Regions from separate parts of the Mus musculus genome. Here regions 1 and 3 are each linked to region 2. A link is a contact called in public Hi-C and HiChIP or PLAC-seq data. All regions are on one chromosome and are shown on one strand. Each heading gives the region's core, a stretch centred on a gene start, on an enhancer-like site or on the middle of the called end of the contact. The rest is flanking DNA. Distances are from core to core; before and after follow the strand shown.

Region 1 (3,110 bases), core at 484-2,983, 330 kb after region 2:
TCATCAATCTCCGAAGTGAGCTAACACCAATGGCATTTTCTTTATTTAGGTAGACAGAAGCAAGTTGCATTTGCTCAATTTATTTTAAGCAATAGAGAGCCATGATGAGGTTTAATTAATGTGTTGCCCCATTGAGACACTCATAGTTTCAGCTTTTTAAAAATTACTAAGCAGACCAATGGCTTTTGTTAGGATATTTTCATATATCCGATTTGGTTTATTCTCCCCTTTTGATGCCTCCTCCTGCTACACTAACTATCTCTGCCTTCATGTCACATGCACTTGTTGTCCTTGTTCTTCTTCACACCCTTCCTCAGGAAAGGCAATGAACCATGACAAATTGTAAGAATTTCTTAAGGAATGAAGGTGTGGAGTTTGGCAGAGACTGGCTAGGCATATCTGGAGAGTCACTTACTTAATCATGTAAGTTGCAGGAGTATAGGAAAGATACTTAAGACAGACTCTAGAGGGAAGTTCGGGTTTAGATGACAGGAGTGTGAGAATTAGGTAGGTATATTACAATATCACTGAAATACGATGAGAGAATTTGATGGAGAGGCCAGTGTTTATCCCCTGAAGAGGGAAGGGGTGACTTGCTGGGGTTGGTAACTTTTCTTAGCTGTGTGCCAGGGAGAGGCTGTGTGAAATCCTCTCTGCCCTCGTCCCTGCTCATAGAGTTCTTTTCTTTTCTCAGTTGCCTTCATCTCCTTTCTCTTCTACTTATTTTTTTTAATAAATGTGTTGACTTTCTTTTTTTTATAAAGTTTTTTTTTTTAAGATTTATTCATTTATTACATGTAAGTACACTGTAGCTGTCTTCAGACACTCCAGAAGAGGGCATCAGATCTTGTTAATGAATGGTTGTGAGCCACCATGTGGTTGCTGGGATTTGAACTCAGGACCTACAGAAGAGTAGTTGGTGCTCTTAACCACTGAGCCATCTCTCCAGTCCCCTTGTCTTCTACTTCATTTCATTTTGCACATCCACTGTCCATTCTGCTTCTTCATTTTTTCTTCTTTTTCTGGCTTGCTCGCTGATCTATTTCCAACAATGTATTATTCTTAGCTGGATGTGGGAGGAACAGGGAGATTTCAGTGTGGTTGCTCAGATCAGTTGATTTCATGAACTTCATTATGAGGGTCTTGACTTAAGGCTCAGTCAGGATAGTTAGAATTGATAATATGAATCCTATTTGAATTTTTGCTTCAAAATATATAATAGCTGAAAGCTTTAGAATGGATTTTTCTGTATTTCATAAGAGCTTCCAGTTTGATTTTTTTTTTTTTTCCTTCCTCCGAGACCGGGTTTCTCTGTGTAGCCCTGGCTGTCCTGGAACTCACTCTATAGACCAGGTTGGCTTCAAACTCAGAAATCCACCTGCCTCTGCCTCCCAAGTGTTGGGATTAAAAGCGTGTAACACCACTGCCGGGCTCAGTTTGAAATTTTATGATGCTCAAATAAAATTCTAATGAGCCTTTTAGTTTTTTCTTTCAGATCTATATATTTTACTTTATGTGTATAAATATTCTCCCTGCATGTACATATGTATACCACGTGCATTCTTGTGGGATTCTCCGAACTGGAGTTAGAGATTGCTGTGAACTACCATGTGGGTACTGGGAATTTGAGCTTTGGTCCTTTGAAAAAGCAGTAAGTTCTTTTATTGTTGAGTTGTTTCCCCAGCAAGCAACTAGTGAAGCTGTTAAAAGAACTTCCTTTTTTCTAAATGTGTGGGTCATGGGATAGAGTGATCTTCCTGTCTCCGCCTCTCTCCTCAGTGTCGGGATTACAGATGTGAGCCACCACATGTGGTTTACCTGTGCTGGGGGTTGATGCAGGGCTGTGTGCATTTTGGGGAAGTGCTTTATCAGTTGAGCTATGTCCCCAACCCCTAATTCAGCTTATTTCTCTCATTTCCCATATCTTAGTCAAATAACCAGTGTTTGTAATTTTTATAATGTGTTTGCAGATGTAACTTATCCAGATCAGAGATGCCCTTCTTTTTTGTTTTTTGGTTTTGTTTTTTCTGAGACAGGGTTTCTCTGTGTAGCCCTGGCTGTCCTGGAACTCACTCTGTAGACCAGGCTGGCCTCGAACTCAGAAATCCACCTGCCTCTTCCTCCCAAGTTCTGGGATTAAAGGCGTGCGCCAGCACCTCCAGGCTCAGAGATGCTCTTCTATAGGGCTGGGTTGGTCCTGAGTACTGTTCTTGGGAGTCCTGTTTTGTTGTCATCCTGTTTGTACTTAATGTAGACTGGCCGCCTTCTAAGGCGGGTGCGCATGTCCTCTACTTTTATTTACTTTATTTTTCATTTTTGGGTTTTGTTTTTGTTTTTTGTTTTGAGACAGAATTTCTCCTGCAACCCTAACTGTCCTGGAACTCGCTTTGTAGACCAGGCTGGTCTTGTACTCTCAGAGATCTATCTGCCTGCCTCCCAAGTGCTGGGATTAGAGGTGTGAGCCCCCACCCCTTGCCCTGCCTTACTTTACTTTTTGTTTACTACTGTATTTTCTTGAGCAGAGTTCATTGTTCTAGTTCTTGAGTGACTGATCACTCCACTGTTTAGCAAAGAACAACTTGGAAATCAACACTTTTAAAAGATATACATGATATAATATACATATTACATATTACCTATCAGTATAATATACAATATTATATGTATATGTAATTATATTACATATATATTTACACATATATATATAAAGTTCCCTTGTTTAAATATCTGATTATGTGGATGGATATTTGAATGTGTGTGCATGTGAAAAAATATAGATAGATAGATAGATAGATAGGTGTGTATTCATATATGCATACATATACATATGATAGTCTCTCTGTTTTCATGTACTATTTCAGGAATATTTTATCTAGTTTCTATCTGTTCTAGACAGTTTTTGTTGTTTGTTTTGTGTGCATGCATGGGGAGGCCAGATGTCCTTCTGGGTGTCATGCTTTGGGAGCCACCATATTTTATTGTTTTTGCTAGTGTGAGTGCAGGCATGCACATGCTGTGGTTTCTGTGTGGAGATAAGGGACAGCTTCGGTGGGCGTGGTTCTCACTTTGTACCTTCATGTGAGGTCAGTGTGGTCAGGTGCCTTACACGT
Region 2 (3,272 bases), core at 109-2,608:
GAGCGTTATGTGGGAGCATCCCCACAGGTGGCAGACAACTGAAATTCCCGAGGCTGAACACTAAGAGAGCTGCAAGCACACAGCTATCTCATTCAAGTCTCAGGATATAGCTAAGCTTCCTCCTGCTCCAGGATCCGGCAAAAAGTCCACTTCCCTGACCCAACTAGGGAGTTTTATCAGCCATTCTGTTTTGGTTTTTTTATAGGCTGGACAATTTTAAATGTAATCTATAATTATGGCCGTCTAACTCACATTTAGCTTTCTTGAAGCTCAGAGTGACTGATAAGAAAGGAATAGAAATAATTTTCTAGCTGGGTCTGGTTCTCAGCTTTATAGCTAGTAGGTAGGGAGTCTGGCTATCCACCCTCTACAAAAAATGGCAGGAATTAGCTCACTGCTCCGAGGCTCTATGAATGATAAATCATGCTGCTTCGTGGTATCATAAAATTATGTTCACGACATTAATGGAACTCTCACTGTAACTAATTCACTCTCCCAGGACACAGATGCAATCCAAACTTTAGAAAATCCTAACCCCACCCCCACCCCCAGAACCAGCTTGGAACAGGGCTTCCTTTTCCCCAGAGCAACAGCTCTAAAGGCTCAGAGCAGCGAGCTGTTACATTGTGGATGTGCCAGTATTTCAGATTGCCAGCAAACAATGGTATCTGTCTGCACGGTGGAATTAGTGCCTTCTGTGCTTCTTGCCCTGTCTAGTTAAAGCAGCTTCCAAACATGTTGAATGAAGAGGTACAAGCAAAGTCTGGATAAAGAGCCCAGGTGGCACCCTCCACCAGATGCTCAGGAGGTGGCAAACAACCTCTTCCCAGCTGCTCAGTAGCCCTGTACCTGAAAGACTGCAGGAGTCACAGCTCATGCCCTAAGCAGGAGGGAGTCACGTCTTCCTGGCCTTCCCAGTCTCCAGGTCAGCTACTCAGGAATCTCTGAACACGTGATTAAATAAATTAACAACATCTGATTTTGAGCCAGGCATGTGGTGCACACTTGGAATCTCAGCCCTTGGGAGGCTGAGGAAGGAGAGACAGAGGAAGTGGGGAAGAGAGGGAGGGAGGGAGGGAGGAAAAAGAGAGAGACAGAGAAACAGAGACAGAGAGACAGAGATAGAGAGACATAGAGAGAGAGAAAGAGAGAGAGACAGAACTACTTTGGTAAAACTGCCCAGTCCTCTACTTGAAGCAGACTCTCTTCTTTACCCATATATTTGAGTAAGCTATAGTTTCCCTCTTTGGTTTCCTGTGGTTAAATAGTTTTCGTGATTTCTCTTCTCACTATAAAATTAGGAGCTATTTTTAGCCTTTTACGCAAGTTGCTGCTTCCCCTGGGCAGCCGATAGCTTACTAAGGATCAAAGCCCTCCTGAGGAAGGTCAGTCTTGACAACATTTCTTTACAGCATCGTCCTTGTCCCGTATGGCAATTTTTAAAAAAAACAAATAGAGCTTTTAAACATTTTTAAAAAACGTATCTGCATGTTTGCCTGCAGGTATATAGGTGTATGTGTACCGCATGCGTGCCTGCTACCTGGAGAGACCAGAAGATGGTGGCAGGTCCTTAGAACTGGAGCTACAGACAGTTGCGAAACACCATGTAAGTACCGGGACTGAACCCAGGTCCTCGGAAAAAAACAGCAACTCTTTTAACCACTGAGCCATCTCTCTAGCTCCCTCCCCAAGACATGCTTTTTATATTATTTTTAAGATTATTTGGTAAGCCATTTACAAAGAGAGGAAGCTTTTTGCCTTAAGCAGGTGTACTTGCCCCAACATGTCCCCAAGTCAGCTCCTATGAGGCACCATCAACTAATGGCTTGTAAATGACGAACATTTGTTCTCCAGTTCTTGAAACTGGGACACCGTCCTGTCTTCCTTGTGACATCATAAGGTAGGAAGCATTGAGCTTGGTTTCATTATTTTAAAAAAACAATAATGACCAATCCAAATCATAAGGCCGTAGTTGTCCCCTCCTAAAGCCATCACACCAGGGATCAGGACTTCAACATCTGAATCTGAGGGGACACACCTGGACTCCAACCCTAGACTGAGCACATGTCACATCGGGAGGGGCTGTTCCATCTCACATTGTCCTCCCTTCCTTGACTTGGCCAGGAGAGAGGAGGTGTAGTCAGAGTACACTTACTAATGGTCAGTAAGTAAGCCAATTAGGACAAAAGACAAAAAGAACTTTCTTGTTACCCTTCTACTTTTAAAATGAAAACACACAATGTTGATAAGGTTGCAATAAACTCCTACCTAAATTCTTTTGTTCTTAGATTTATGTATATGTATGTGCATCTCTCTGTGTGCACGGCACACATATGTGGGTGCTAATGGGGGCCAGAAGAGGGTGTGGGATCCCCTGGAATGGAGTCAAAGGTCACTGTGAGCCATGTGGTATGGGACCTGGGGACTAAACTGGGTCCTTCGGAAAAGCAGCAGTGCTCTTGACCCCAGAGTCATTTCTTCAGCCCCCTATATCTTTTTGACCATGTAGATTACCACAACTTTTATTGAATATTAGTTTCGAAGAAGAAATCAAAGCTATAAAAAAGTCATAGTGTTTTACCATAAGACATACTCAACCTTGAACCTTAGAGGGATAAACCAATAGAAAAACTATATGTATAAGAATATACAAAAATGAAATATTATCTTTACTGGATAAAAGAAAAAAGTGTATTTCTAGGGATTCCACCTGTGATCTCACATATGTGAGGCAACCACCTTACTACCAAGTTATTTTCCCAGAAAATGTTTGTATAATGTCTTCTGCTCAAAACCAGAAGATTGATCAAATAAATGACATGCCAATTCAGGAGAATCATTACAGTTCATTACTTCATGTAACAACACGAAACGTGTTGAGAAGTTTATATTTGATCAAAAGTTTCTAGAGTACCATAACTACTAAATCAAATGTACATAGCTATGACAGAGGCACAGAAAGTGGACAGACACTACAGAACTGTGGGTTAACTTTCTTTTGACCAGTCATGGTGGCAATAGATGCCAGAAACCCAGCAAATCAGGGGCCTGTCAAGGACCCAAGTTCAAACCCGGCATCAAAACAGAACAAAGAAAAGAAACCCTAGGTGGGTTGTTGAGAGTACCAGTGAGAAGGAACATTCATTAGCATAATATAGCATGTGATTATCCCTATCGCTGCCTATAAAGTGTGACCTTCCCTGTCATCTTCCTGCATCAGGAGGGTTTGCTGACTCTACACTTGTTTCTGGACAGTTGGACAATCGGTTTTC
Region 3 (3,250 bases), core at 460-2,959, 330 kb before region 2:
CTAGTATTTCCAAGGGTTATTGCATATGAACATTTGAAAATTCTTTATACATTATGTAATGATGGCCCCATTCCTTAGGAAAAAGTAGAGGTTTGTGGTAATGAGTAGTAAAGTCTGAAATAGCTTATTCCATATTCCAATGTGGACCCTCCCCCACTTCTTTTCAGGTATCTCTGGGCAACTCTGTACGGAATTCATGAGGTGTGACATTGTAAAATAGTCACCTAAGAGGTAAATGTTACATGAGCTAATGAGTGAGTAATGCACTGGACACTGGGACAAGTGTCAATGCACACGCACTGGGAAAGGCGTTATACAGTTTTCGTTACTAGGTAAGCAACCATGCAAAGCACAGCAGTTATGTGAAAATCCAAATCCATTCATGCACGAATTTCACATCCAAATGATGCATAGGATCCAGTTAGATTTGTGTTTTGCTGTTATTGTTGCTATAATTAATATCCTATTAGAACTTATAGTTGGGGATGATTTAATCCTAAAATGTGGGTAAAATAAACTTTTCAAGTTTGCTAATAAAAATCAGATAGTAATGAGACTAGAGAAGGAATCCCAGTGGGTAAAGAGCTTGGTGTGCATGTGTGAAGACTGGAATTTAGATCCTCAGCACCAACCCAGCAAGCTGTGTGTAGTGTGCATTTGCAACCCCAGTGCTGGGGGCAAAGATGGGCAGACCCTGGGGACAAGTTGGCTGGGCAGTCTAGACAAAAAGGAGTCTTTGAAGTTCATTGAAAAACTCTGTCGTAAGCAAGCAAGCAAGTAAGTAAGCAAGCAAGCAAATAAGTAAATAAATGTGGGGAAGCAGTCAAGGAAGACATCCTAATATCAATCTATTGCCTCTAAATGTGCCTACCTGGGCAAGACCACACACACACACACACACACACACACACACACACACACACACACACAAAGGTATACATGGCCTTCCCAATGACACAATGGCAATACATAAGCAAAATGTGAAGGTTTTACCTTTATTTCCATATTTAGATGTATGAAAGTTTTACATCTTGATGAAATCTGATTTATCTTTTCCTGTGTTGCTTTTGCTTTGGATATTATAGGACTTACTTTATATTTTCTCCTAAGAATTTTATAGCTTTAGTTCTTCTGTTTAGGTCTTTGATCCATTTGGGGTAAGTTTTTTAAAAAAAATTTTTTATTTTTATTTTTTTATGGAAGTAGGTATAGAAGAGTGTCCCATATCCATTTTTTTCTATTTCAGTGTCCAGCATAGTGAGAAACTGTTTTTCCTCAGTAGGATAGTTTGGTCTAGCCATAGAAGGATGTATCTGTTTCTGGATTCTCCATCCCATGTGCTGTATGCCTGTTCTGGGACTTAGTGTTTTGATTTTTGCAGCTTTGTAGTTAAGTATGAAGTCAGGAAATGTGACCTCTCCAGCTGTTGTTTTTAAAAGTTGTTTTGAGATCTCTTGCATTTACATGTGAACTTGAAGACTGGCTTCCATTTTTACACAAGAAGCCTTTGGAAATTTGACAGATTCGATTGAGTCTGTAGACTTTAGGTAGAATTGACACCTTGGCATTTTTACTGTTCATAGTGTCTTTGGTAGGATTGTCTTATAAGGTCTCAATTGTGTGCATTTAGTGTTTACATCACCAGCAGTTGTAAAAACCTGGTTTAGTTCCTCTTACTGTTACTGCACCTTCCAGTTCACAGACACGGACTGTTGCTCTGATTCTTCAATCACCTCCAGTTCCTGTCAAGGTGTTTCCTCACATGGGGTCTGAGGACTAACCTTTCACCTCCTTAGTTGAAAGTATTCCTAAGACTTTTATTCAAAAGTGAGACTGTAAGCTCCTTCAGACATGCAAGGAAATCTAATGAACAGCAGTGTGCTGACCCCTGGCATAGTCCAGCAAGCATAGCACGTGGAATTAAAGTCTCCTGATGGCCTTTTCTTCCCTGCTTTCTTGAATTAGTGTTTGCTATTCCACAGGACAATACAGAACCTCCCAAGTGTGTCTCTGTCCTAATCTTGAGAACCTTTGAATGTGCCACCTTACATGGCACAATCCTTTTTTCAGATGTGATTAAGGGTCTTGAGATGGGACAGTTAGCCTGGATTATCAGGACACCTCTCCTGAAATGTCAGGATCCCTGAAAAGAAAAGAGAGAATCAGGGCCTCTTGCAATATTCCTTTCCAAGGGCTGGGTGAGCTCTAGGGACTCTAACTTTGATGACCCAGAGATATAAGTTACCCAGGATCTTCCTACGGGGTAGCTATGTGAATTTTGTGGAAGAAAACAGGTTTGCTTGTTTATTTATTTATTTATCCACTTATTATTGAAAGAAAGTCTCAATAAACACTAGAGGTCCTGAAACTCACAATCTCCCTGCCTCTTCAAGTGATATGATGGCAGATAATGTACAAGCTAATCCAGTTTGTTGTCCTTTTGGACCAGATCAGTTACCCAGGTACAGATCTGATCCTGGGGGTTTGTCGACAGTAAAATACTCTTCAAGGGTGAACTGTCTCACCTCTTTTTTTTTTTTTTTTTTAAGAATTATTTATTTGGGGCTGGAGAGATGGCTCAGCGGTTAAGAGCATTGACTGCTGTTCCAGAGGTCCTGAGTTCATATCCCAGAAACTTATATATAATAAATAAATAAATCCTTTAAAAAAGGAATTATTTACTTAATATACATTAGTACACTGTAGCTGTCCTCAGACACACCAGAAGAGGGCATCAGATCCTATTACAGATGGTTGTGAGCTACCATGTGGGTGATGGGAATTGAACTCAGGACCTCTGGAAGAGCAGTCCATGCTCTTAACCATTGAGCCATCTCTCCAGCCCCTGTCTCACCTCTTACTGTGAGCTTCCCATATCATGCCAGCCAGGGCCTTTTCCAGAAGAGCTGAGAGATGCAGAGAGGTTGATTTCCCCACCCCCATCTACCAGATACCGAGGTGTCATCACTATGGGTCAGTCAGGCTCTCCTGGTGGCTCTGCAGCCATGTTGTGGGGACTCATGCACTGTTGGACATCTCTAGTGAAGTGTCTGGATAATTGCTTTTATTAGTTAAAGTATGTCTTTTCATAAGATTTTAAAATTTACCTAAATTATAATAGTAAGCCAAATGAATAAAAATGAGATGTTAGTACTCAAGGAAAATATCAGAGCAAAAAGCATTATTAAGCTGTGATTTTTGTCTTCTAACTGGTGAATTTTCAATAACTGATTGTGACTTTTCCTGAGTG

The links. Hi-C and Micro-C count contacts between places; a contact is called where the count stands out from the background. HiChIP or PLAC-seq counts read pairs in DNA pulled down with a chosen protein or histone mark.
Region 1: an H3K27ac HiChIP or PLAC-seq map of large pre-B cells shows a contact between it and region 2, with 3 times the contacts expected there. The contact joins two enhancer-like sites. A contact is called at or near these places in 1 of 15 datasets of contacts at CTCF or cohesin (the NIH/3T3 cell line), 5 of 484 Hi-C or Micro-C datasets (CD8 central memory T cells, adipose-derived mesenchymal stem cells, embryonic fibroblasts and 1 more), 4 of 115 datasets of contacts at active chromatin or transcription factors (CD8 T cells, effector CD8 T cells, large pre-B cells and 1 more) and 1 of 9 other capture datasets (liver).
Region 3: a Hi-C map of embryonic stem cells shows a contact between it and region 2, with 4 times the contacts expected there. The contact joins two enhancer-like sites. A contact is called at or near these places in 3 of 39 promoter capture datasets (the C10 cell line, embryonic stem cells and pre-B cells), 8 of 15 datasets of contacts at CTCF or cohesin (CD8 T cells, the NIH/3T3 cell line, embryonic stem cells and 3 more), 177 of 484 Hi-C or Micro-C datasets (the 63-12 cell line, the AML12 cell line, the AtT-20 cell line and 91 more), 16 of 115 datasets of contacts at active chromatin or transcription factors (the HPC-7 cell line, the NIH/3T3 cell line, T-cell acute lymphoblastic leukemia and 8 more) and 3 of 9 other capture datasets (adipose tissue, embryonic stem cells and liver).

Annotation. Positions count from the first base shown.
Region 1 is chr5:20,931,449-20,934,558 of GRCm38.p6, reverse strand. All of the region lies in intron 1 of Rsbn1l (round spermatid basic protein 1-like), which reads left to right. Among named protein-coding and RNA genes, the nearest start is that of A630072M18Rik, 18 kb to the left of the region's middle. Within about 2 kb of position 1,733, at least 97 of the 459 cell types and tissues checked have an H3K27ac peak or open chromatin away from gene starts, as enhancers often do.
Region 2 is chr5:21,259,002-21,262,273 of GRCm38.p6, reverse strand. All of the region lies in intron 19 of Gsap (gamma-secretase activating protein), which reads right to left. Among named protein-coding and RNA genes, the nearest start is that of Gsap, 74 kb to the right of the region's middle. Within about 2 kb of position 1,358, at least 28 of the 459 cell types and tissues checked have an H3K27ac peak or open chromatin away from gene starts, as enhancers often do.
Region 3 is chr5:21,589,065-21,592,314 of GRCm38.p6, reverse strand. All of the region lies in intron 7 of Fbxl13 (F-box and leucine-rich repeat protein 13), which reads left to right. Among named protein-coding and RNA genes, the nearest start is that of Lrrc17, 47 kb to the right of the region's middle. Within about 2 kb of position 1,709, at least 3 of the 459 cell types and tissues checked have an H3K27ac peak or open chromatin away from gene starts, as enhancers often do.